Regions from separate parts of the Mus musculus genome. Here all the other regions are linked to region 3. The links are chromatin contacts, called in public HiChIP or PLAC-seq and promoter capture Hi-C maps. All regions are on one chromosome and are shown on one strand. The core of a region is the stretch at or near the end of the contact, and the rest is flanking DNA. Distances in the headings are between cores, read along the strand shown.

Region 1 (5,474 bases), core at 1,001-3,500, 1.5 Mb before region 3:
GTGAGAGGGCTCCATGGATAAAGCCCTGCTGTGTTAAGCCCAGTGACCCATTCAGAGCCTTGGAACCCATGGAAATAAAATTAAAATGTAAATATGTTACAGAAGGTATGCTGGGGCCAGCCAGATGGCTCAGTGGAGAAAGGGGCTGATAAAGGAAGGTGCTTGCTGCCAAGTCTGCCCACCTGAGTTCAATCCCTGGGTCTTACACGGTGGAAGGAGAGAATCAATTTCCATAAGTGTCCATAAGTATCCATAAGTATACTACTGCATGTGTGTACTCTCACGCATATAAACACATTCAATTATCCATCAATCAATCAATGTGAAGGGATTCCTTTTCTGTTGTGGAAATGAAACACCGTAACCAGAGCAATTTGTAGAAGGCAACAATTTATTGTGGCTTAAGATTCCAGAGGGATAAGAGTCCATCATTGTGAGGAGCCAGGCAGCAGGTGGCAGAAAACCAGGAAGCTGAGACACCACAGCTTGAAACACACATGCATGTGCAAGCAAGAACAAACATACACACACATACACATGCACTCACAAGTGCGAGTGTGCATGAGCATCTTTCTAAACAGCACCATCAACTGGGGTCTAAGTACTCAAACACATGAGCCTATAGGAGACTGTGTCATTCACACCACCAAAAAATAATATGAAAAAAAGTTTTTAATACAGCTATGCTGACTCTGTAGCTAAGAAAAAGGTTTTAAGAGATTCATGGAAAAATAGCAAGTCAGTGGTAAGAATGTTTAATGTATTATGAACTTCTTAAGTGGCACACAGCCTATTAGGCCAAAATCACATATACTTTTAAATGCTTAACAAAACAGCTTTGGATTTTATTTCTTAACAGTATTCTAACTGTTCTGTCTTGCTTTCTGTCGCTGTGATAAAGACCATGACCAAATGCAGCGTGGGGAGGAGACGGTTTATTCGCCTTACACTTCCTGCTCACCATGCCCAGGGAGCTCAGGGCAGGAACTATGACTGCTTACTGGCCCACTTGCTAAGTAGCTTTCTTAAATGGCCCAGGCCTACCCGACTGGAGATGGCTCTGCCCACAGTGGGATGGGCCTTCCCATCTCAATCACAGATCAAGACACTCACCCCGACATGGACGATCCTTCAATTGAGGTTCCCTCTTCCCAGATGACTCTAAGTTGTTTCAAGCTGACAGTTAGAACTCATCAGGACACTAACCCTAGAATTTCTACAGACCATCAAATGATAATGCATACCACAAAGTTCTTAGAGCAAAGTTTATTCCTGGGGCGTCACTGTTCTGACACCAGTATTCTCGATTCTGAGCCGAAAGTTGCCCAGAAACACCCTGTCTCTCTAGATCTTTGTCCTGTGATAACTGAATGCTTGCTTCCGGGGCGATCCACGCCCTCTTCTGGCTTGAGAGACAACATTCACACGCACACACCTTAACACCGATACATGCATATACATACAGCTGTATATGTATATGTATATCTCAAGACATTAATCCCAGGACAAAGGAGGCAACGGCAAATGAATCCCTATGCTTTTCTGTTATCCATGCGGTCTCTTTCCACCAACGGCTCTCACTGGTGAAGACTGTGACAGGAAAAGCCATAGTTGCCGGCCCTGGGCTCTCAGGCACTGACATAAGGATGACAGCATCAGTGTCTTCTTCCAGGCCTCCCTCTTCCTGATCAGAGGCAGGGCCGACGGTGCAGCCACCGCTGAGCAGCCTTCTCGCCCGCACAACCTCCCTCAGCCTCCCTGAGTCCCCCACGCAGCCCCAATGGAGTCTGCGCAGGCGTGCTGGGATGGGTGGGGGTCACGGAACAAACCCTCTCCGCCCCCACACCCCACGGACGCCAGGTATGGGATTATGGAGCCATCCACCTATACACCGTCTCAGTGCCCCCACGCCGCGACCAGAAACGGGTTCTGCCCCTGCGGAGGTGTTAACACGTACCTCTTTTGCGTCTTCTCCGCCATCGTCAAGCCCGGGTCTCAGGAAGAGCTGAGATCGATTTTTGCAGCCTGGCTAGAGCGATGATCTCTGCATGGGATTGCAGAGCCTGGCACGGCCTGGGAGAGGCGGGGCCTGAGAGACCCGCCTTCTGCTTTCCAGGTTCGCGCTTGCGTGCTGAGGATGGTTTGCTTTTCGGGGTTGGCTTGGCTTGCTTCGCTTCTGCCTCCTGGAAAGTCGTTTTTTCCACTTGACAGTGTTTACCAAGTCTATCCTAACCCCATCAGCCCTGATCCTTATCGTTAAGTTCACTCTACGTTTAACTTCCTCCCTAAGCCTGTCAAAATCTCTTTTGAACATCAAATCCAGTTTTTAAACGTCTCTTTACAAGCGCGCGCGTGCGCGCGTATGCGTGTGTATGTGTGTGTGCTTGGCTCTTCTGAGGCTTTGTCATCTCACGCTATTAAACTTTGAAGAAACCAAGCTGTCTTTCCATCTCCCAACTACTGCTACGTAGGACCCAGGTGGCATAATAAGGATTCATTCTGAGAAGCAAAACCAGCAGGAGATATGAATTACGAGGGTTTTGTTAGGAATTAGTTAGGGATCTGCTGTGCAAGTTCGAAACCCGTAGATCAAGCTGGGACTTTTTCATTTGGAAGGCCAAGCTGCTACCCACAGGTGGAATTTCTTCTTTTCAGGGGGGAAGTTTCAGTGTTGCTCTGAACCCTTTAAACTGATTGAATCTGGCCCACTCCTGGTTATCCGGGACAATCTGTTTCTTAATTAAGCAATTTCTAGTCACACCAAGAAATATCTTAAAGGGGGTGTGTTGGGGCTGTTGGCTCAGTTGGTACAGTGCTTGCTTAGCATGCATGAAGTCCAGAGTTCATTCCAGAGAGTCACACGAAACTGGCCATGGCAGAACCCACCCATAAACCCAGCCCAGGAAGGATCACAAATTCAAGGTCACCCTTGGTTACTCAGAGTTATGGCTCCTGCCATTTTCCTGGTTTTTATAGTGGTTGTTGTATTGTTTTAACAGTTTTTCTAGTGTGGTTTATTCTTTTTTATGATTTCTCAGAGGGACTTGTTTCTCTCTTCAATCTGAAAGATTCCTTCAGGTCTTCTGTAGACCTGGCTTAGTGGTAATGTGTTCTTTGAGTCTGGTTTTGTTTGTTTGTTTGTTTGTTTGTTTTTGGTTTTTGAGACAGGGTTTCTCTGTATAGCCCTGGCTATCCTGGAACTAACTCTGTAGACCAGGCTGGTCTCGAACTCAGAAATCTACCTGTCTCTGCCTCCGGAGTGCTGGGATCAAAGGCGTGCGCCACCACTGCCCAGCTTTGAGTCTGTTTTTGCAGTAGAAAGTGTTTATTTTTCCTTTAGCTAGAACACGTAGGTTTAGTGGGTGCAGTACCAGAGTACTTTCAGACTTTGAAATACATCATTGTGAGCTCTTGCAAGACGTTTAAAGTTTCAGCTGAACAGCCTACCTTCATTCAGAGGGACACACCTGTTCAGGTGATGTGGTGTGGTGATGCTCTCTTGCACTTTAAATACACTTTTTTTTTTCTTTTATGGTCCTCCATGTTAGTGTTTTAAATACAGTATGACAGGGGAGGTTCTTTTCTGGTCTTCCTGTCTAGTGCTTCCTGTATCTACTTCCTCAATCTCCCTAAACCTGTGGGGGCCTTTCCTGTCACAATTCTTTTGAAACTGTGTTCTAAGCCTTTAGGATAAGATTCTTCACTTCATATGTCTGTAGCCCACAGAGTTTGTCTTAGACTTTAGAGTAGATCTTGGAACTCCCATTTATACTTTTTTTTTTCTTTTCTTCTTATTTTTTAAAAGGTTTATTTATTTTATGTATGCGAGTATATTGTCACTCTCTTCAGACACACCAGAAGAGGGCATCAGATCTCATTACAGATGGTTGGGAGCCACTATGTGGTTGCTGGGAATTGAACTCATGACCTCTAGAAGAGCAGTCAGTGCCTGTCTTCACCTCTGAGCCATCTCTTCACCGTTGTCCTTGCTGAATTGCTCTAGTTCCTGCAGGTGTCTCTAAGATCAAACATTCTGTCCTCTCCTTGGTCTGTCCTGTCTCTGAGGTTTCCCACGGGGCTATTTGTGTTGGTGTTTTTGTTGTTTTGAGACAAGAGCCTCACTATGCATCCCTGGCTGGCCTGGAATTGGCAGTGTAGACCAGGCTGGCCTGGAACTCACAGAGACAGAACACACCTTTAGAAAGAAAAGGGTTATTTTGGCTTACGGATCCAGAAAAATAAGAGTATGTGACTGCAGAGGTGATGCAGGGCAGCAATTGGCGGACACACGGGCAGGAACAGGAAGTTAAGAGCTCACAACTGGAACCACAAGCACAGAACAGAAAAAGCAAGGAATGTGGCAAAGCCTACCTTCTGTGACACCTTCCACCATTAAGGCCACACCTTCCACCGTTAAGGCCACACCTCCTATTCCTCCTCTCACAACACCACCAAATTCTGATCAAGTGTTCAAATACCGGAGACTATAGAGGTGACTTTTCTTTTTTTTTTTTTTTTTTTTTTTTTTTGAAAATACAACTACAGAACATTTCTTTATTTTTCACTGAGACTTTCCCAGAGGCTATATGACTAACCTTGTCCCCACCCCACCCCCACAAAGGGTTAGTGCGCTCACTGCTTAAAAGCAGACTCGACAGTTTCAAGGACCGGAACCAACCTTAAATGGCAAAAATGTTTTCTATTTGTATTATCATAAAAATGTTTAAGTAAAAAAATGAAAGTAAAGGAGCAAAGGGCCACGGTGGCTTCAGAGTGACAAGATCATTCACGGTTCATGTCAGACATTCAATCTTGGCTTGAGTGTAACAACGTTGAAACAGGATCGCTATCATACAAAAGGTTCGCTACAGCACGCTGTATGTACCTGTTCCAAGTCCACCCCCAGCCCCAATGCTTCCGACTCAATTACTTCCCAGCCTGTTGGGCCTGCCGACGGAGGAGCACGTAGATCTTCTCTTTGATCCAGTCTTTGTTATACGGCTGGTATGTCTGTGTATCAGCTCGGTAAACCAGACAGCTGAGGTCTGCCAGATCGTCAATAAAATCAAACAACTGGCTGATATCGTATGTGATGGAAGGGCTGTTGGGATTCATCCTCTTCAGATGTTCTTCATACATTTTACAAACACCTTCCATGCACTCATTCACAGACTCATAGTCAGCATAAGTCCTGCCCTCTGGCCTCTTGGTAGGCTGTACCAGCAAAATGGTGTGAGACATCGCGCCAAACGCTCTTGCTGCAGCCGCCGCTAACCTAGAGGTGACTTTTCATTCAAGCCTCCACAGACTCACTATGTTTTTCACTTCTAGCATCTCAGAGTAGTTTTTCTTCAGTATTTCTGTCTCATTATTGGATCCTTCTATCCTGTATCCCTTCCTTATTCAGCTGTCTGTGCCTTTGAACATGTTTGCAATCCTTAGTTTGAGTTCTTTGGGTGGGTTCAACTTACTCT
Region 2 (4,834 bases), core at 1,541-4,040, 1.9 Mb before region 3:
TGCTGGGATTAAAGGTGTGCGCCACCACTGCCTAGCCTAACCAGCATTTCTTAAGAGACAACAAAAATTCATAGCTTTGTTCAGTATTTCTATTCAGACCTTAAATAATAATAGCTACACAATAGAAGGAGAAATCAAACTCCCAAAGGTATCCTCTAACCTCCACACATATACTTGCACATGTGTGTGCACTTGAGCACGCACGTGTGCATGCATGTGCACACACACATTCACACTAGATAGATGTAATGGGTTTTTTTTGGTTTTGTTATGTTTTGTTTTACGAGACAGGGTTTCTCTGTGTAGCCCTGGCTGTCCTGAAAGTCACTCACGGTGATAGATGTAATGTTAAAGATTTTTTTTAAATCTATAAATGACAGATAATGGAATTAATGGATGCAACTTTAGATATGCCAATAAGGGAAAATAGTTTTTTTTTTTTAAAGATTTATTTATTTATTATATGTAAGTACACTGTAGCTGTCTTCAGACACTCCAGAAGAGGGCATCAGATTTCATTACGGATGGTTGTGAGCCACCATGTGGTTGCTGGGATTTGAACTTGAGACCTTCAGAAGAGCAGTCGATGCTCTTAACCACTGAGCCATCTCGCCAGCCCCCAGGAAAGTAGTTAACTCAATCAGAACAAAGAATCTATGAAAGTGCCGGGCGTGGTGGCGCACGCCTTTAATCCCAGCACTTGGGAGGCAGAGGCAGGTGGATTTCTGAGTTCGAGGCCAGCCTGGTCTACAAAGTGAGTTCCAGGACAGCCAGGGCTATACAGAGAAACCCTGTCTCGAAAAACCAAAAAAAAAAAAAAAAAAAAAGAATCTATGAAAGTACTATAAGGGAGACATGTAGTTTAAAAATCTATGAAAAGACCAGGGTGAGGTAGTGCACACCTTTAATGCCAGTGGCAGCAGGTGGCACAGCCCACATTCCAGAGGTAGCCAGAGTCTGTCTTTTTTTTTTTTTAAGATTTATTTATTATTATATCTAAGTACACTGTAGCTGTCTTCAGATGCACCAGAAGAGGGTGTCAGGTCTCATTACAGATGGTTGTGAGCTACCATGTGGTTGCTGGGAATTGAACTCAGGACCTTCGGAAGAGCAGTCGGTGCTCTTAACCACTGAGCCATCTCTCCAGCTCCTTGAGATCCTGTCTTAAATTTTTTTTTTTTTTTTTTTTTGGTTTTTCGAGACCGGGTTTCTCTGTGTAACCTTGGCTGTCCTGGAATTCACTGTGTAGACCTCAAACTCAGATTCGCCTGCTCCGTCAGACCCCACCTCTATCTAATCTATCTATCTATCTATCTATCTATCTATCTATCTATCTATCTATCTATCTATCTATCATCCATTCAGGGTATCTCTATTGTGGCTGTCCTGGAACTCCCTATGTAGACCAGGCTAACCTGGCACTCAGAGCTCTGTCTGCAGAAATTGAGGGCATGAGCCACCACAGCCAATTGTAAATACAGTTTCTCAACAAAACAGCCTCACAAACTGCCTCCCAGGGTTTCTTTTCTTTTTCAAGACTTATTTACTTATTATAAGTACATTGTAGCTGACTTCAGACACACCATAAGAGGGCATCAGATCTCATTACAGATGACTGTGAGCCACCATGCACGTGGTTGCTGGGATTTGAACTCAGGACCTTCAGAAGAGCAGTCAGTGCTCTTAACCGCTGAGCCATCTCTCCAGCCCAAGAGTTTCTAATAGTACGATGTGCTTTATGCTAACTTCGCATTTAAGTTTTAGTTGTTCTCTATTCTCTTCAGTTTTTATCCTGAGCCTCAATATTGGACGCTGACGCTGAAATCATGTAATAAGTCAAAGTAACGCTGGTGTTGGCCAGACAACGGGAACGTCAGCGGTTGTGAGATTGACTGACACAATGGAGCGGGGAATGGAACTCTGCCCCTCTGGAAGAGCAGCCGGGGCTCTTAACTGCTCTCCAGCCGCTGAATGTTTTAAAGAAGCAGGATGGTTGTGTAAGTTTAATTGAATACTGGTTATTGCCTCACAACGGCACGTTTCTTATGACTTAGCAGTATTTAATCTTGATCTTTAGGACAAGGCGGTGCCGGCAGAAAAGTTGGTTTCCCTTTTGTGATCAAGTAGGAGTTTGTGTGCCTGTGTGTGTGGGGGTGGTGGTGGGGTGCTTTCTTCGTGTGTTTATCTGTATCTATCTATCTTTACACAACTCTATATCCCCATCAAACTTTAACTCGGTGATCTTAGCAATCATTAATGGTTCCCAAGAAAGCCGCTTGGTCACTGTGACCTTGTAAATGTTCTCAAGTTATTATTCTGTCTACATTTATTACAGGGTACTCTACCAGAAGGAAAAATCTGCCTTCTTCCTTGATGATCTTGAACCCACGTTCCTTCTATCTCCCAAGTCATATTACTTTTTATTTATTTTTTATTTTTTTATTTTTTATTTTTTGGTGTTTTCGAGACAGGGTTTCTCTGTGTAGCCCTGGCTGTCCTGGAACTCACTCTGTAGACCAGCCTGGCCTCAAACTCAGAAATCTGCCTGCCTCTGCCTCCTGAGTGCTGGGATTAAAGGCGTGCGCCACCACTGCCTGGCTACTTCTTAAACAGAAAATAAAACAAGACAAAACAAAACAAAAAAGCCTCAACAGACTGTATAGCATTCTGATTCGTAATATCCAGCTTGGAGTGTGGGGCTTAGGGGCCCTGTGTTCCTCATTTCTTAGCCGTGGGGCTCCCAGCCTGGTGCTTATATGAACTACACATTGTTCTCGGGGATCTTGGCCGGTTTAGTTGGCAGCTCCATCTCAGTCCGTTCTTTAAGCTTCCTCTATGGATCACAAAAAATCATTTCGGCCACTCCACTCATTATTCCAGCCTTTTTTTCTTCTTCATTTTACGAGTACCAAGTGCCCTGAAAGCGGAAAGTAGGTTAAGGCCTGCAGGAATCCGAGAAGCTGGGGGTGGGGAAACAAAACCTGCACGTTCTCGCCCTCGGTCCACGCGCTGCGGGGCGGGGACAGGGGCCCTCGGGCGCGGTGCTTAGTCACGGCGACGCTGCACCCCGCTCCCGGCGCGCACTTCCGCGCATGGCGCTGCTGCCCCGGGCGCTGGGCGTGGGCGCGGCCCCGAGCCTGCGGCGGGCAGCGCGCGCGCTCACCTGCGCCATGGCGAGTCCCGGCGAGCCGCAGCCCCCGGCCCCGGACACCTCTTCCTTCGACTACCTGGTGATCGGCGGCGGCTCCGGCGGGCTGGCCAGCGCGCGGCGGGCGGCGGAGCTCGGCGCCAGGGCCGCGGTGGTGGAGAGTCACAAGCTGGGTGGCACTTGCGTGAGTACCGGGGCCCTCGGGCCGCGCCGGCTGCGCGCTTTCTCCCGGCCTCTGAGCGCGGCGCCCGGGGTGCTTCCCCACTCCCAGGCCCGGGATCCCAAGAAGTGGCGGGAAAAAGGGTAACGCCGCCGATCCCGCCACTCTGCACAGGTGCAATGCTGAAGCCAAAAAAACTCCAGCCAAGCTTAGCTGCCCAGCGTGCAACTCCATGCGGGGGAGTATGGCATCCGGCGCTGGAGCTGGGAAACACGAAACTCTCTGGGAAACTGCTAGTGGCGTGGGCGAGGGGAGCAGTGGAGGGTTCTGGCGTGGAGGAGTGTGTGTGTGCGTGCGTGGGTCGGGTCTGATCTATTTCAAGGGCAAAGTGCTAGGTAACAGTAGTTCTTAACTTTGGCTGCGCAAAGGAACCCCCTGGAGAGTTGAAGTTCTGCTGTTTCCCGCTCCCTGTTCTGCTGTTTCCAAGGCTCCCGACCGTACGTGGAGATGCGGCGCGGGGGTTAGCAAGCTCAGAAACACGCAGTTGATCCCAACTGCAGCCAAGCCTGAGAACTACAAGCTGCCTCCAAAGAGAAACCTTAAGGGGTTTCTCAGAGCTTTGTGATACCGTTTGTGGATTGTTTGGGGACAGGTTTACAAATTAAAAAGGAAGGAAGGAAGAAAGAAGGAAAGAGAGAAAGGTGGTAAATCTTACGATTGAAAGTCTCGTTCCCACGTTAGTGTGGCTCTTCCTATCACAAGATCAAGGCAGAGTTTTTGTTAGTGATTGAAAATGCTGAACCTCAAAAGTCACCCGGGACTGGGGATAGGTTCTCTAATGCCTTTGAATGCGTTTAGATTATACTAAATTGGGAACTCCTTAGGGGCATGGGCGGGTTCCTATGCTTGTGTACTGCTTGTTACCTTAAAATACCTTGCTCAACAGCTATTTGTGAAATGAATGAAGCTAGAGATGAGAAGCTGTGAGCATGCTCAAGCCACGGTTGGAAATGAATGGGTGTGTGGTGGTTCACGCCTTTAATCCCAACACTTGGGAGGCAGAGGCCAGCCTGGTCTACAGAGTGACTTCCAGGAAGCTAGACGTTTGTTTTCCTCCCCACTTGTCACATCACCACGGATTTGTGACATCTACTGTCATTGTTGGTTCTACTGACATTAATCAAGAAGGGGCTGGCCCGGATTTGATATTTGAGTTGGAGGCCAGCCTTGTCTATAGAGCAAGTTCTAGGACAGCCAGGGCTACACAGAGAAATCCTGTCTCGGGGCTTAAAAATAAGGTGAAGACAAACATCTTCGGAGCAAGCAAAGGACAGCGCAGAGTGACATTTTCTATCAGTGGTCCACCTGACCGTGTGTGCCCAGTGCTTTCGTTCGTTCCCAGTTCATCATTCTGTAGCCACGGCCATTTCCACCAAAGCATCAGTGTGTGTCTTTGAAATGTCCTTTTCTGTTTCAGTCGCATAACTTTGGGGACCTCCACAAAGTAGCTTTTGGCTTTGAATTAC
Region 3 (5,461 bases), core at 374-2,873:
CCTTCCTTCCTTTCCCCTTCTCTCCCTCCCTCCCTTCCCCCTTCCCTCCTTTCCTCACTCTCTTCCTTCCTCACTTCCTTCTTTCCTTTCTTCCTTTCTCCCATTACTTAAAATATTCTTTCTCCTGATTTAACATTTTAGTTTTTAGTAGCCTGGCTTTCAAAGAACTCCACGTTCTTCTTTGCTTGAAGAAGTTAATGTTACCATGACCTCACACTTTAAACCCTCTTGCTTCATTCAGTCCCTCAGGTGCTGCAGTGACAGGCCTGCAGGAACATGCGTAGCTTCAGGGGCTCTTGTACAGGCTTTTCCCAAGCTTGCTCAGTATGAACTTTGCTCCCAGAAGTCACCTTGCCTCTTGCCTCACATGCTGGAAACCCTGGGTTCAAACTCTAGAACTGAGGAAAAAAATCACTCTAGCCATAGGGATCTTTCAGGACTTTGCAAGTAGAGGATTGTTCCTTGCAGGCAAACTCACCTCCTTTATAGCCGGGGTGATAAGGGGCATGCCTAAAAGCTGACAGGTCCCAGGCACTACTCAGCTCTCTTAAGCAGATAAACAAAATGATCGATTATCTAATGACAAATGGAGAAGAGTTTTCTGAAGACAGTTACAATGGAAGGATAGCTTGTTTGCTTGCAAATTGAGTCTAATTTGTGTTGCCCTTATTATCGTGGTATGGAGCCAACTGCTGGAGCTTTGGCAAGCTATCAGTGACCACACCCTCGATGAAAGTGACTGTCCTTTTCAACCAGTTGTTGCCTGTCGGTGTTCCTCAGATAAAGTGATTAAGCAACTGGAAAGGAGTGGTAGAGGTGATCTCTGCGGTCTTGACAGGTTTCACGGCTTTGATAAATTCGGAGATTACTTGAGTATAGATATGATCTCAAACCAACTTCCTCTCAATGGAAACAAGCCCACACTGAACCCTGCAATAGCGAAAATGTGTCTGATAATACGGTCATTTCTTTGAATCCACAGAATACGGGGAATGTCGGATTCAAGATGTAGCATGTTGCATTCGGCTGTGGCGCTAAATGGGATAGTACAGACTTAAGACATCTTGCATGGCCTCCAACCCCCAGCCACCCACAACAGGCCTGAGATGTGCTGGCTCAAACCAGGGGAGCTGAAAACTAGGCTTCGGTTGACCTAGTACAAATAGTCCCCAATAACTAACTTATCAAATGGATTAAAAGGTTCTTTGCTTTTCCCCCATCTGCCTTTTATAACTACCCTCTTGTTCTAAGCTCCTTGGACACCCAGGTCCTTAAATTCTGCCGGCTCTATAGAGGTGTGGATGTATGGCGCATGGGAAGGATGAGCAAGAAAGCCAGCTAAATCCTATGCTTAGGGATGAATAAGAAATCCTTAGAGGCCAGGACCAACAAAGAACCTGATGCAGGAGAAACCAACCCGGAGACCCCGGAGTCCCACATCAGCTTTGAGGACCGCATCTGGTGCGCCTGGCGCAGGGCGAAGTCCACGTCGCCGGCCCCACTGTAGCTGGACCCCCCAAACCCCAAAGCCTGCGCTTACTTGCAACTCCCGCCCCAGGGGCGGTGCCGGGAACAAGCGGCGCCTCCGCCGGTCACGTGGGGGCCGCTCCACCGGGCGGCGCTGTAGCTTCCCGATCGCGCTCTCCAAGCGCCGGGGACGCGGCGCTCGCGCTCCCGCCCGAGCCGCGGGGAAACGGAGACAAGGAGACGCCTTCACCTCCGGCTCCCCGGCCCTGCGCCCGCAGCATGCCCGCCGCGGAGCCGAGCGCCGCCCTCCTCCTGCAGCTCGCGGAGGTGACGCCGCCGGCCTCCGGACCGCCGCTGCGAGGGTAGCGGGGCTGGAGTCGGCTACCGAGGCTCGGCGAGGCGGGCGGAGCTGGAGGAGGAGCAGGCATCCTCCGCGGCGCGGCGGGCGGCGGCCCTGCTGCCCGGCGCGCCCATGGCCCAGGAGCACGGAGAATGCGAGCCGCGCTGCGCGGCCGCAGCCCAGCTCCGAGCCGCTTGCCCGGAGCCCCTCAAACCTGCCTGCGTCGCTGCCGCCCGCCACCGGCTGCGCTAGGACCCACGGCCGCCGGCCGCGCAGGGGTGGTGGCCCGGGAGCAGCGGGAGCTAGAGGGCCCGGGGGCTGGGCGCCCGCCGGAGTCCAGCGCGGCATGCAGCTGCGGGCTCCGGTACCGGCGTGAGGGTTGTCGGCGCGGGGCCCCGCCATGGCTGGCCAGGACAGTGGCAACCTGAAGACGGTGAGGCTGTGGCGGGACGCCGCCCTGAGAGCCAGGAAGCTGCGGAGCAACCTGCGCCAGCTCACGCTCAGCTGCCCAGGGGCCGGAGGCGACCCACTGGAGTCCCCCGACGCCCCCCAGCTGGTGCTGCCGGCCAACATCGGGGACATTGAGGTGCTGAACCTGGGGAACAACGGCCTCGAGGATGTGCCTGAAGGTCTGGGGTCAGCTCTGGGCAGCCTTCGCGTCTTGGTCTTGCGCAGGAACCGTTTTGCCCGGCTGCCCCCTGCGGTGGCGGAGCTAGGCCACCACCTTACCGAACTGGACGTCAGCCACAACCGGTTGACCATCCTGGGAGCCGAGGTGGTGAGCGCCCTGAGGGAGCTGCGCAAACTCAACCTGAGCCACAACCAGTTGCCAGCCCTGCCTGCCCAGCTGGGTGCCCTCGCCCACCTGGAGGAGCTGGATGTCAGCTTCAACCGGCTGGCGCATCTGCCAGATTCCTTCTCCTGCCTCAACCACCTTCGGACCCTTGACGTGGACCACAACCAGCTCACCGCCTTTCCCCAGCAGCTGCTGCAGCTGGCTGCCCTGGAGGAGCTCGACGTCTCCAGCAACCGGCTGCGAGGCCTACCTGAGGATATCAGTGCCCTGCGTGCCCTCAAGATCCTCTGGCTTAGCGGGGCCGAGCTTGGCACGCTGCCCAGAGGCTTCTGCGAGCTGGCCAGTTTGGAGAGCCTCATGTTAGATAACAACGGGCTCCAGGCTCTGCCCGACGAGTTCAGCCGTCTGCAGAGGCTCAAAATGCTCAACCTCTCTTCCAACCTCTTCGAGGAGTTCCCTGCTGCGCTGCTGCCCCTGGCTGGTCTGGAGGAGCTCTATCTTAGTCGCAATCAGCTCACCTCAGTGCCCTCTCTTATCGCCGGGCTGGGTCGGCTTCTCACCTTGTGGCTGGATAATAACCGCATCCGGTACCTGCCAGACTCCATTGTGGAGCTGACTGGCCTGGAGGAGCTGGTGCTCCAGGGCAACCAGATCGCTGTGCTGCCGGACAACTTTGGCCAGCTCTCCCGGGTAGGCTTGTGGAAAATCAAGGACAACCCACTGATTCAGCCCCCTTACGAAGTCTGCATGAAGGGGATCCCTTACATCGCAGCCTACCAGAAGGAACTGGCGCATTCGCAGCCAGCCGTGCAGCCCCGGCTCAAGCTGCTCCTGATGGGCCACAAGGCTGCAGGAAAGACCCTGCTTCGACATTGCCTCACCGAGGACAAAGTGGAGGGAGGGCAAGGTGGAGGGGACAAGGAGAAGAGCTACCTACCTTTCCCTCCCCTTGGTAGTAAGGGCATCGAGGTGACCAGCTGGACAGCGGATGCTTCCCGGGGCTTGCGGTTCATTGTGTATGACTTAGCCGGTGATGAAAGCTATGAGGTGATACAGCCCTTCTTCCTCTCCCCTGGAGCCCTGTATGTGCTCGTGGTCAACTTGGCCACCTATGAACCTCGCTGCTTCCCTACCACCGTGGGCTCCTTCTTGCATCGGGTGGGGGCCCGGGTGCCTCACGCTGTGGTGTGTATTGTAGGCACGCATGCGGACCTGTGTGGGGAGCGGGAGCTTGAGGAGAAATGTCTGGACATTCACCGACAGATTGCCCTGCAGGAGAAGAACGATGCAGAGGGCCTTAGCCATCTAGCCAAGGTGGTGGATGAGGCCCTGGCTCGGGACTTCGAGCTGCGCTCTGCCAGCCCTCACGCAGCCTACTACGGTGTTTCAGACAAGAACCTTCGGAGGCGCAAGGCCCATTTTCAATACTTGCTTAACCACCGGTTGCAGATCCTCTCTCCCGTGTTGCCCGTAAGCTGCCGGGACCCCCTCCAATTGCAACGCCTTCGAGACAAGCTGCTCTCTGTAGCTGAGCACCGAGAAATCTTTCCCAACTTACACCGAGTCCTGCCTCGATCCTGGCAGGTACTGGAGGAACTGCACTTCCAGCCACCTCAGGCACAACGACTGTGGCTGAGCTGGTGGGACTCTGCCCGCCTGGGCCTGCAGGCAGGTCTGACTGAGGACCGGCTCCAGAGTGCTCTTTCCTACCTGCACGAGAGCGGCAAACTGCTCTATTTTGAGGATAGCCCAGCCCTCAAGGAGCATGTCTTCCACAACCTCACCCGCCTCATTGACATCCTCAATGTCTTTTTCCAGAGAGATGCTTCATTGCTGCTGCATAAACTGCTCTTAGGGACCAATGGAGAGGGGGAGGGGGAGGGGGAAAGTTTCCCCACTATAGCAGTGCCCAGCCCGGGTCAGGACCCACTCCGGGCCACCCAGCTTCATCATTATGTGGAAGGCTTTTTGCTGCATGGGCTTCTGCCAGCCCACATCATTCGGTTGCTGCTTAAGCCTCATGTCCAGGCCCAACAGGACTTGCAGCTCCTGCTGGAGCTGTTGGAGAAGATGGGACTCTGTTACTGCCTCAATAAACCCAAAGGCAAGCCTTTGAATGGCTCCGCGGCATGGTACAAGTTCCCATGCTACGTGCAGAATGAGGTGCCCCATGCAGAGGCCTGGATTAATGGCACCAACCTAGCCGGGCAGTCTTTTGTGGCTGAACAGTTACAGATCGAATATAGTTTTCCCTTCACCTTTCCACCTGGATTGTTCGCACGTTACAGTGTCCAGATCAACAGTCACGTGGTGCACAGGTCGGATGGGAAATTTCAGATCTTTGCATATAGAGGGAAAGTTCCCGTGGTGGTGAGTTACAGACCTGCCAAGGGGGTTCTGCAGCCCGACACCCTGTCCATTGCCAGCCATGCGTCACTACCAAATATATGGACCGCATGGCAAGCCATCACCCCTTTGGTAGAGGAACTGAATGTCCTACTTCAGGAATGGCCTGGACTGCACTACACTGTGCACATCCTCTGTTCTAAGTGCCTTAAGAGAGGGTCGCCAAATCCACACGCTTTCCCAGGTAGGCAGAGAGGGTGTTTGGGATTCTCTGACGGGTTGTCTTATGTTGTGTTTTGGAGGCTTTTGTTTCTCGTGTGGCAGGAGTGTTTCTGTAGTCTCATAGACTTTCCAGGAAAGCCTTTCAAGGTAAATGAAGGGCGGTCGGCCAGGTGAAATGCTGCCACGAGCATCATTCTCTTCTAATAGAGAGACTCAGACTGCCAGATTCACACATTTCCAATTCGCCTTTATTGTCCTATGCAAGCTTGCCGCATTTGCGGAAGGCAATC
Region 4 (5,108 bases), core at 1,332-3,831, 1.9 Mb before region 3:
CAATGGCAAATGCTCTTAATCCCAGCAGAGCGTGGAGGCAGGGGGATCTTTTCCTCCAATCCCATTGCCTCTACATCAGCTTCTGCCTTCAGGTTCCTGCCCTGACTTCCCTCAGTGATGGCGTTAAGGTTTGTATAAGCTTGGCCCAGGGAGTATCATTATTAGAAGGTGTGGCTTGTTGGAGTAGGTATGGCCTTGTTGGAGTAGGTGTGTCACTGTGGTGTGTGGGCTTTAAGTCTCTCATCCTAGCTGCCTGGAAGTGAGTGTTCTGCTAGAAGCCTTCAGATGAAGATGTAGAACTCTTAGCTCCTTCTGTACCATGCCTGTCTGGATGCTGCCATGTTCCTGCTTTGATGATAATGGACTGAACCTCTGAACCTGTAAGCCAGCCCCAATGAAATGCTGTCCTTATAAAAGTTGCCTTGGTCATGGTGTCTGTTCACAGCAGTAAAGCCTTACTAAGACAGATGGACTGTTACCTGGACGTGTAAGCTGAAATAAACCCTTTCCTCTCCAAGGGTTTCATTACGTTGTTTCATCCCGGTAACCCTAAGACTGTATGCATGTTTGGCACTGGATGTATACAAGAGGGGTGTGGTGAAGAAACTGCCAACATGACCACCCCATGTTATGGCTAAGGTTTTTATTGGAGACATGAGAGTGAGAACAGCCACAGGGATCTGGAGAGTCCAGGGCAGAGAGAGAAAGTAGTAGATTGACCATGTGTAGCAGACTGGGCTTTGCCAGGACTGTCTACAAGAAACGGGAAAATGGCCACTGATAGAAAATAGGGGAAGCTTATTGAGAAAAGCAGCAGCAGGAGCGGAGAAGAGTGAACAAGAAGAATGAGTAATCGGTGGGCGGGTGGGAAGGGCCAGGGGACTGGTGAGCAGGCTTTGAAATGTATAAGTGCTTGTAGGGACTGAGGGAGTCTGGAGGCTGCCGGGCTTGCACCTTGTGCTGACATGTTAATTGGAGAGCCATAAGTCACTTTTGCTGGAGGAAAGGGAAATGAGTCATTTTCCTAGACAGAAACTAGAGCTTCACAAGTTCCGGAGGAATGCCGCCGTCTTTTGTCAGTTGTTAGAACTCCTCGTATAGTCCAGATTAAGTTAACTAGTGGATCTTCGGACTGTCATTTGAAGTTTGAAGAATTGGACTCTCCTTTGGACCTGACAAAAATTTAGTTATACAAAGTTAGTTTCTGCATCATCACTAGTATCCTATGTTGGGGGGGGGGCGGGACATACAAAACTAAGACCCAAAGTAATTAGTACTAATAAACTACAGCTATGGGATATTTAAATACTGGATTAGGCTGTACAAACAAGGATAGTTGTAGGGTGCAGGATGGGCCAATTATTATTATTTGTTGTTGTTGCCAAATATCGCACCCACATCTTATATTGTCCCCCAAAAAATCAAAGACAGGTCACAGGTATGAAAAGAGCCGGTGTTCGAAGCGCAGAAGCTGAGCTGTAAGTTTTGAGGTTGAAGTCCAGAAGTTGAATTCTATGTTGAGTTTGCCTTTGCTAGACTGTCCCTCCCACCCCCAAGCCCCCCGCCACTTGTTAAAGGTGGTTCTGGTGAGTGGTATTTGAAATAAAATAAAAAAGCTTGGCATGGAGCAGCACTTGGTAGGCCGAGGCAGAACGATCTCTGCAACTTTAATTCAAGTTCCAGGCCAATCAGGGCAACACAGGAAGACCTTGTCTCAAATAACCAAAACCACCCACCCTCCAAAAAATATGACAGATTTATTGGTAATGTTGCCGGTTGGGTTAGACTCCAGAGCCGGCTGAAGGAGCTGCTCCGACTTTGTGCCAAGAAAAGCGGCTTTCCGTTCTTCCCTAGAGCAGAGCTGGTAGAGTAAACGTGGCTACCGGCAGCCTTTGAGCGCGCTCCGGTCGTCATGGAAACTCGGGGCGGAGCACGCCGTGACGCAGGCGCCTTTTCGGAGCGGCGTCGCGGTGGTTGCTGGGAGCGAGCGTCCTAGCCGCCGCACCAGGAAGTGGAGGGCGGGGCCGGGGCTGTGTCGCCAACGCCACCACCACGGCCGCCTCGGGTTCGACCCCCTTGGCAGGTCCGTGTTGGGCGTGCGCGCCGCGACGGCGGCGGGGGGCGGGAAGCGGGCCCGCGGTGGGCGGGTGTGTGCGTGCGTGAGTGCGTGCGTGCGTGCGGCCGAGGCGGAGGCTGGGAGGCGGCGCGGGCTGCGGGCGCTGAGGTAGGGACTGCGGCGGCGGGCGAAGGGGGACGAGTCCCGCGTGGGACTCGGCTGCCCCGAAGCGGGACGCGTCTTCCGAGGGGACGCGCGCGTGGACGCCACGCCGCCGAGCCGTTCTCCAAAGCCGAGCCCCCGAGAGGAGGGGCTCGCCCCAGCCAGCATTGTCTTTTAGGCCGGACGTCCATACAGCAAACTTTCGGGTTGGAAAGCGGGAAGGATTCCGGGTGGGCGAGCGGATGGTGCCGACCGCTTCTTGGCCACAACCACAGCAGCCGAGCTCATCCCTGTGTGGAGTTGGGGGGACCACCATGGCGTCCCCTCCCGACTGGCTTTTCTAATGCTGCTTTAAACTTTTTGAGGTTGTGAGTTTTCGGAGGAGTCGAGAGGTATTTTCCCGATCGAACTCTGCGCTCCGTTTTCCTGATGTGCTCCGGTACTCGGGGGCGAGCCGTGAAGCGAGAGACAGAGTAGACAGACAGGCTGCTGGAAGATTGCAGATTCTGGGGTAGGAAAGAACTGGACAGTGGAGCCTGAAGATTTGAAATGTTAGTTTTCCGGTAGCTATCCACCGTGAAACGTACCAGCTCTCGGTCGTAACATCCTGTTCGGGGCTTTTGATTGACCAGATTAATGTAAAGTAGACGTGGATATAGTTTCTTTACCACCCAGGTTAGCCCTAAGATGTGCACTGCAGTACAGATGTTGGTTGCAAAAGGAGGAAAAGTTAGTTGGAACTCCGGAGAGTAAACCGCTTGCTCTGGGTGCCTTTGTTGGTATCATCATATAGAGAGGTCTCTCTTATTTCAGAAAGCTTTGCTAGGGTTCCAGGGCTGGGACACATGACTTCTTACTTAGTTGTGCCACTTCTATTCAGGTTTTATGTGTTAAAATTAGCCATAGCACTAATGCTTAGTCTTTCAGACTTGTGGGCATTATGTAGTTAGGTTTTTCTAAGTTGTACAGGTTTGATCTGTCCTAAAGTCTTTATTTGACGTCCAGATTAGTCATCTGACCTTATGAAGTAAAATGTTCCTGTTTTAGGAGTTGCAAACTGCCTGTTTCCTCAGTCTTCTCACGTTGTGAATTTTTTCTTATTTTCATGCTTTCCCTACTCATACCTCTCTCACTTGCATATTAAGTTAATGTTAATTTCTTACCTAATACAACCAAAATAACAATTACTCTTGAAAAAAAATCTTTCATAAATACTTCCTCACTTTTAGAGTTGAGCCAAGTATGTACAACACTGATAGTGCCCCATTCCCCAGACCTAGGAGGAAACTACATTTAGAGCAGTTCTGTAGATTATTTGCTCAAATGTTAGGAATTGAAACTGGGAGGAGCAGATGTTTTACTCTTAGACCAGGGACTCTTCGACTCTTCTTACATAAAGTTCACAGTGAGTTTTCCATATGAGTGCTTTTTTTTTTTTTTAAATCCCTTTGGATCAAGATTGAACCTGTCACACTGCCACTTGCCTCCAGCAAGCTATATCTCCAGTCTCCATCTCCCTGTTATTTAATCAAGGAACTCAGTGTGTGTGGAACCAGTTAGGATGCTCCGGCTTTCCTGAAGATGTACGTGGAAGCAATACTTAGTAAAAACTGAACTTGAGGTTAACGCTGTTTTGCTAGGCTAGTGACTTAGTACTTTAATGATGCTAGGCAGCTGCCGTGAGCTCCCAGTCGATATCACAAAGGCACAGTTGATATGCTGTTGTGTACCAGGTTGCTAGGCATTTATGTTCAGTACAAAAGATGGATTGAATGCATTTTTTTTCAACTTAAAATATTTTCAGTGTATGAAAGGGTTATCATTGGAAGTAGCCTCTGTAGAGTGGTCTTTCCCCCCTGACTGAACACTAGTGTGAAATTCATTCACAGGGGCAAGAGTGAGCTTTTCTGAACCGTGCTGCAGAGTGCTAGGAAGAGAAAAGACTTTTTGTAAGATTCATGGTGATTCAACTGGTGGTTCTTGTGTTCTGGTTGTGTTGAGATTGCTTAAAAATGCTTATAAAACTACAGTTTTATAACTGGGGGTGGGGTGGGGGGGAGGAGCGGGAATGATCATTTAGTTTTACCTCCTAAATCAGGAATTTTCTGTACACTTTTACCCCTCCAGTGTCTTTCTATGTAGTCCTGGCTGTCCTAGAACTCTGTATGTAGACCCTTGCCTTGAACTCACAGAAATCTGCTTGCTTCTGCTCCAGGTTAATTGCTGAGATTAAAGGTGTGCAACCACTATGCCCAGCTTCTATAGATGTTTTTAATACCTTAATCCAGCTTTCTTAATTAATAAGAGGGCACTGGTTTTTAAAACACACCATTTAATTTATAGCAGTTCCACTCCTCCCCTTTCCTTCCCTTTTCTTCCCTTTCCCATCCCCTCCCCCTTCTCCCCCTTCCTTCTTCAATGAGCCTAAATATGCTTTCTAACTTCTAGAGCACTGGTACACAGTATATAATGTGAGCTTCAAGTGTGAGTTATGCTTGTAATTAAAATTTGTGTGTGCTGAGGATTTAACCCAGGGCCCCATGAAACAAGGCAAGTGCTCTATCAGCTGAACTATATCCTCAGCTAGAGCCAGCTGGGGAGGATAATTTCTCTGTCTCTGTGTGCGTATGTATATATAATAACGTATATATGTATGTATACATATATGTATGTATGCATGTGTATTTTATAGAAATACTTAAGTCATTTATTGCCATTAAGTTACAAGTCTGAGTCTATACACTGGAAAACACTGAAACTTTTTACCTCAGGAAATTATTTGTCAGTATTTGGCTAACTGAAGGATATATTGTTGTCATTAAAGAGAAAGTCAAGAATTTTGAATATGAAAGTTCTTACAGTTACAAAATTTTGTTCCCTTTGATTTTTA
Region 5 (5,481 bases), core at 1,077-3,576, 1.4 Mb after region 3:
AAGAGGGAAAGGGGAGAGACAGAGGGTGAAATTTAACATTTACTGAATATTTGCCTGAGGAAGACTGACAAATATAGGACTGTCTGGAATACCACATATTATCAATTTAATGACTTTCTGTAGCCACTCAGATAAGAACTTGTAAGGAGATGACATTAACACAAAGAAGTGAAAATGTAATACTAAGAGTTGTTTGCATAAACTAGAAGAAAGGATTCTGAAATTTGTAGATATATGTTAGCTTAAGTATAAATAATTTGTAATACAATTGTTGAGACACTGAAATGCTATCATTATACTCTCTGGGAAGTATATACATATTTTCTGTCAATTCCATGGTTTGTTTGTTTTTTTTAATCCTAATTAAAAACAAGAACTGTTGAATGTGACTTCCCGTGTTTTTCTCCTGTGAATCCCGGTTGAACATACATTTAGACGAGCCAGTGGAAGTAATCTGTGTCTCTCACTTTTGTATGAAAAGAATTTGGGATCCAATGGGAAGATGGGACTCCCTCCTCCTCTTCCCCTCCATGCTTTCTGACCATGCCACTCTCTTGAAACATTCAATTAATAAAAAAGTGATCTGCGGCGTTCTTCTTGCTCACACTTTTCTTCCCATCCTCTAAGAAGCACCGCATGTCTTTTGCCAGTGCTCCACAATGTCTTCACCTCTGCACACTAAGCACTAATGACTCTCAGGTATGGGAGTCAGTAGATGCATTTGACCTTTAGTTTACAGACAAGAAACAAATAGGGACTTGGGTTTTAAACAAAGACACCATGAAATTCCACCCTGCAGTACACTTGAAATGTCGACAGTGATTCACATAAATCACAGCTTCTATTTTCAAGTCCAAACTTTGACTTCTATCCTCATGAATATTATCTGAACATGATAGTATGCTGCAGCTATTTTTCTTCTTAAACAGCAGTTACTAGAATGTTAAACTGTCCACAGTATCTCGCTACTTTTATGAAAAGAAAATTGATTAATTTCCTATTCATATTTTTTGGTCACAGATGAAGCTATTTTTAAAAAACAGATAAACTTACAGTGCTAAAAGATAGAAGTTGGATGAGCCTGGGTATTAGCACATGGACGTTATTAGAGGATGTACTTTAAAGACACATTCCTTGTTGGGGGTGGGGAGAAAAATGAATTATATGGAAATATGAATGGGAGCATGAGGGAGGATTTTGAAACAATTTAGAATAAAAACACGAATCCTGCTGGAAATCCCTTAGATCCACAATTGTCTTTCTGCTTTCTTTAATTTGGCCGAAATGAGGAAGTTGGAAAGTTCTTATCTTTAAAGGAAGGCTGACCAAATTTCTCAGATTATCTTTGAATATTTCAGACCATTGACCTTGGCAAAGTAAGGGAGTGGGTGAGGACACACAAGGATGAGTCGGCAGTGTCGGAAGGGATGCAGGGAAGGAAGACAAAGTGCATTTGAGAGTCCAGTGTGTGTGTGTGTGTGTGTGTGTGTGCGCGCGCGCGCGCGCGCGCTTTAGGGTCATCATCAGGATTTTCAACATGTGCCTTTATATGGCATTTGGGTCTGAGGCAATGTCTTTTAAAAGCCCCGTATTAGAGGGATGTATCATTGGGTAAGGGCTTGAGTTTGAAATTAAATAGGAGGATACTTAGACTTTCTTAAAGTGGAATTACTCATGTCACAAAACCCACTGTCCCTTTGTAAGTGGTATTAAGCACACTAACAGATTTCTTGAGCAGGCTGCATCTTTAGGCTTTATCCTCAGAGACTCAGATATACAGAATGCAGGAAATGCACCCGAACCCTCCGTGTAAAGCATCTTGTAGGTGGTAATAGCCATACAGCACAACATCTAGAGATGAAGGTATGGATCTGGCAGTTGGAAGGGACAGCACCTAACACTGTGGTTTTGAGGAATCTGCGAGGGTTTTCAGGAGCCTTGAGAGACTGTGGAGAGACCTTAGAGAATATTGTGAGTATTTCCATTTTTATTCTAAGGCAAATCTACAAACAGCTTCTCCCTTGGCTCTAAAACAGGTATGTATTACTGGGGACTTCAGATAGCACTTTTTGTGGAAATTTTGCGGCAAGACGCGTTATCTCTTTTGTCAAGTGCCATCTGTCTGTCTCCATGGGACTTACGTATGCTCAACACCTGGTCTGACCTGAAAGGTTTGCGACCTTTTCCCTTGAATTACACACAGCAGCCTGAGGGCTGAATTAAAAGCTGTTGAACGGGCTCCTGCAAGAGACAGGAAAGGGGCGGGATACCGGAGACCACTCACTGCGCATGACCGGCCCGCGTTGCCATGTCAACCAGGAAAGGCATACCCGGAAGAAGAAGCTCGCGGCACTCAACTACACCAAAGATTGTGCCCTGTCGGCTCCTCTTTACTGGTTCCAGACCCATTTTTGACCAGAGCAAAGCAGATGAGGAACTGAGTCCGAGACAATGGGGTGGCCACCTGCTCAGAAGCCGGAGGACTCAAAAGAAGAGCACGGAGGCCCGGCCCAGACGGACGTCTGTGCTACTCAAGTTTCAGAAGAGTTCCCCGGGTCCTGTGCAGATGAGGTACTGAGTTCTGGTTCCATCAGCTTCTCTGGAGAATTACAATCCTATTCACACACCTCTGAGAGCCCAGTCGAGACCAAAACGCCGACTACAAGTTCGGAAGAGCAAGACGAGCAGTCAGAACTTTCACTCTTACAGAAGGATGAAAATAAGCTGAGTGAAATGTGGATCAACCATCTCAAGAGCAAAGAAATTCATTCTGAAAGATCTCAACCCGACCGTAGACTCCCACCAGAAATCCCTAAGGAATCCGCAGAAGAACTGGATGCCCTGCAGTCTTTTTGTACTAAAAAAGTAAACTTGATTCACCAGAGACAGGATTTAAGAGCTAAGAAAAGCAACAGACCCAAAAGGCTGCAGCTCAGATGGATTGCAGAGACCTCAGAGGTAGATGCTTTCAATTGTACGATCCCTGATGAACTGTGGAACAGAATCTATTTGGAAAACACGAGAGCGACTCTGGCGTACATAGGGGCGATTACGCAACACATTTCTTCGCAGTGTCCCAGCTGTAATAGCAAAAGAGCAGAGCTGGCTCAGTCTGACTTCCTGAGACGAAGGAAAACTTTACTGCAGTCACTACTACTCCAAGAGAAAATAGATGAACACCTTCATACCACAGACTTTCTCACCCGTGTTGGAGAAGCACATCAGGGCTTCCCCAGGCTTTCAGATGATCCTAGGATCATCTGGAAGCGACTGACTGAGAAAATGCTGAAGGGAAGCTCCGGCTTTGGGCGGGCATATTCAAAGCAGGTGTAGGAAGACTGTACAAGTCTTTTTAATGATTCTCAACTCACACGTCCAACCAGATAGGAGGTGCTGACTACTAATGATGATATGTACTATGCCCAACCAGGGGATGGTGACTATTGGTGATTAGTGATAACATGTGTTGTGCATACATGTACCTGGTGTGGATTTGAGTAATTACCATCTCATATAGAGGAAATTTAGAAACTAATGTAAGATTTACTTCTGCTTCCTTCACTGAAGTCTAAATCATTAAATCCAATAGATTTTTCACATTATGGAAGACAATTGGAGAAATTGCAAAACTTTTGTAATCTAGGGGAATATATATATATATATATATATATATATATATATATATATATATATGTATGTATATGTGTGTGTGTGTGGTATTCTCTCTATACACACACACACATATGAATGATGGTAGTTTGGAGTGGTGGTGGACAGTACAGAGAGAAAGAAGTAAACAGATATAAGATAGTTAGGAAGCAGCGATGAGGGCTGGTTTTGGTGATAAAGAGGCTGTGGAGACTAACTTTGAAAAGGCACTAGGATTTTGACTTGTGTACCTGTGTACTCGACTGAATAGTAATTTCCTTAAGACAGAATTCTATTTAGTTTCTGTCAACTTGACAAAAACTAGAGTCACTTGTGGAGAGGAAACCTCAACTGAGAAATTGCCTTTCTCCACCGGTCTCCAGGCATTTCTGAGGGAGCATTTACTTCCTTAATGATTGAGGCGGGAGGGTTTGTGCCACTGCCATCCTTAGTCAGGTAGTCTCAGGCTGTGTAACATGGCAAGCTCAGCAAGATATGGAAAGCAAGCCAGTAAGTCACATTTCCCCATGCGTTCTGTTTAGTCCTTGCCCAAAAGTTTCTGCCTTCACTTCCTGTCTCTGCATCCCTCTATGACCTACAATAACCTATTAACTAAATAAAACTGTTTCTTCTCTAAGCTAGTTTTGCTTATTCAACACACATACACACTCCACCCCACCCCAGTAACAGAAACCCAACCAATTGGTACCAGAAATCGATACCAGAGAGTAGGGCATTGCTGTGACAGATGTGACCATGTTTTGGCTTGGGTGTGTGGGGGTGGCTTTTGTGGGAAGACTTGAGAACTTTGTGCTAGGCAAGGTCTTTGCAGTCTCAGAGCTTAATGACCAGGTAGGAGAGCCTGTAGCATAGGAATGTTGGGGAGGGGCAGATGATGGAGAGCTGGCTTCTAAAGGTTTAGAGGGAAACAAAGACCCTATCAGGAATGTTTATGTCAGAATCAAGAATCTGACAAGGGGTCATTGTGCTGGTTTCTATCTAAGCTGACACAAACTAGAGCCACTTAGGAAGAGGGAGTCTCACTTGAGCACTTGCCTCTATCATACTAGCCTATGTCCATATCTGTGGGATACTTCTTGATTATATCAAGGCCTGGGCTACTGTGGCTGGTGCCACCCTGGGGCAAGGTACTGGGTTGTTAGGAAGCAAGCTAAGAAATCCATTGGAAAAACAAGTCAGTAAGCAATACTCCTCCATGGTCTTTGCTTCAGTTCCCGCTTTCAAGTTGTTGCTGGGAGTTACTACCATGTCACCCCTAAATGATGGGTGGTACTCTGTAAGCTTAGCAAATCCTTTCCTTACCCTAACTGGTTTTGATGGATGTTCTTATTATATTTCTGTATAATAAAACACAATACAGCTAGGAAGACTACAACATGGCGAATTTGAAGGTGTGATTGAATATAATTCTTTATATCTAAGTAGTGTGTGGTGTATTTGAGACATATACATTGAGAGTATAAAGAAGCAGGTTATTTATATGTAGAGTCAACAGGAAAGGTTTAGAGGCTAGACTAGTGGGGAAATCATTGGCATGTAGTTAGACATTGAAGCCGGAGATGGGACAAACTTCTAGAAGCTAGGAGAGAGAAAAGAAGCAGACTGATTGCAGCTTCTGAGAAATGCTGACCATTAATAAAGTATGTTTGTGTGTGTGTGTGATAATCATGCAAGAATAAAACAGCGAAATAAAGAATATGAATATATACTACATAAAGAGTTTAATTGCTGGCAAGAAAACAAGATGAAGCTGAGGGCTTCAATATAGCAGTGTGTGTGTGCGTGTGTGTATTGTATATAACGTACACATAT

The links. HiChIP or PLAC-seq counts read pairs in DNA pulled down with a chosen protein or histone mark. Capture Hi-C pulls out chosen DNA fragments and counts their contacts.
Region 1: an H3K27ac HiChIP or PLAC-seq map of thymic regulatory T cells shows a contact between it and region 3, with 9 times the contacts expected there. The contact joins the promoter of Dctn6 here to the promoter of Mfhas1 in region 3. A contact is called at or near these places in 4 of 39 promoter capture datasets (embryonic stem cells, liver and pre-B cells), 2 of 115 datasets of contacts at active chromatin or transcription factors (astrocytes and thymic regulatory T cells) and 2 of 9 other capture datasets (adipose tissue and liver).
Region 2: a contact with region 3 is called in a promoter capture Hi-C map of liver, with 3 times the contacts expected there. The contact joins the promoter of Gsr here to the promoter of Mfhas1 in region 3. A contact is called at or near these places in 1 of 115 datasets of contacts at active chromatin or transcription factors (thymic regulatory T cells) and 2 of 9 other capture datasets (adipose tissue and liver).
Region 4: a promoter capture Hi-C map of liver shows a contact between it and region 3, with 7 times the contacts expected there. The contact joins the promoter of 1700104B16Rik here to the promoter of Mfhas1 in region 3. A contact is called at or near these places in 4 of 39 promoter capture datasets (erythroid cells, liver and pre-B cells) and 1 of 9 other capture datasets (liver).
Region 5: an H3K4me3 HiChIP or PLAC-seq map of embryonic forebrain shows a contact between it and region 3, with 6 times the contacts expected there. The contact joins the promoter of AI429214 here to the promoter of Mfhas1 in region 3. A contact is called at or near these places in 1 of 39 promoter capture datasets (embryonic stem cells) and 1 of 115 datasets of contacts at active chromatin or transcription factors (embryonic forebrain).

The regions. Positions count from the first base shown.
Region 1 is chr8:34,106,462-34,111,935 of GRCm38.p6, forward strand. Dctn6 (dynactin 6) reads right to left here and starts at 2,251. Exons shown (of 7, transcript NM_011722.4): 1 at 1,958-2,251. The coding sequence starts at 1,980. It also overlaps a transcript of Mboat4 not described here and the pseudogene Gm10131.
Region 2 is chr8:33,650,448-33,655,281 of GRCm38.p6, forward strand. Gsr (glutathione reductase) reads left to right here and starts at 2,791. Exons shown (of 13, transcript NM_010344.4): 1 at 2,791-3,332. The coding sequence starts at 3,093. Gm33433 (a long non-coding RNA gene) reads left to right here. Exons shown (of 3, transcript XR_870309.3): 3 at 1,785-2,429.
Region 3 is chr8:35,586,166-35,591,626 of GRCm38.p6, forward strand. It overlaps Mfhas1 (malignant fibrous histiocytoma amplified sequence 1), which reads left to right and starts at 1,624. Exons shown (of 3, transcript NM_001081279.2): 1 at 1,624-5,193. The coding sequence starts at 2,208. Gm16793 (predicted gene, 16793) reads right to left here and starts at 2,855. Exons shown (of 3, transcript NR_040376.1): 1 at 2,673-2,855.
Region 4 is chr8:33,729,906-33,735,013 of GRCm38.p6, forward strand. It overlaps 1700104B16Rik (a long non-coding RNA gene), which reads right to left and starts at 2,582. Exons shown (of 2, transcript XR_004691281.1): 1 at 1,884-2,582; 2 at 629-1,172. It overlaps Gtf2e2 (general transcription factor II E, polypeptide 2 (beta subunit)), which reads left to right and starts at 2,162. Exons shown (of 8, transcript NM_026584.3): 1 at 2,162-2,224.
Region 5 is chr8:36,991,249-36,996,729 of GRCm38.p6, forward strand. AI429214 (expressed sequence AI429214) reads left to right here and starts at 2,327. Exons shown (of 1, transcript NM_001039220.3): 1 at 2,327-4,285. The coding sequence starts at 2,452. The coding sequence ends at 3,333. All of the region lies in intron 2 of G630064G18Rik (RIKEN cDNA G630064G18 gene), which reads right to left.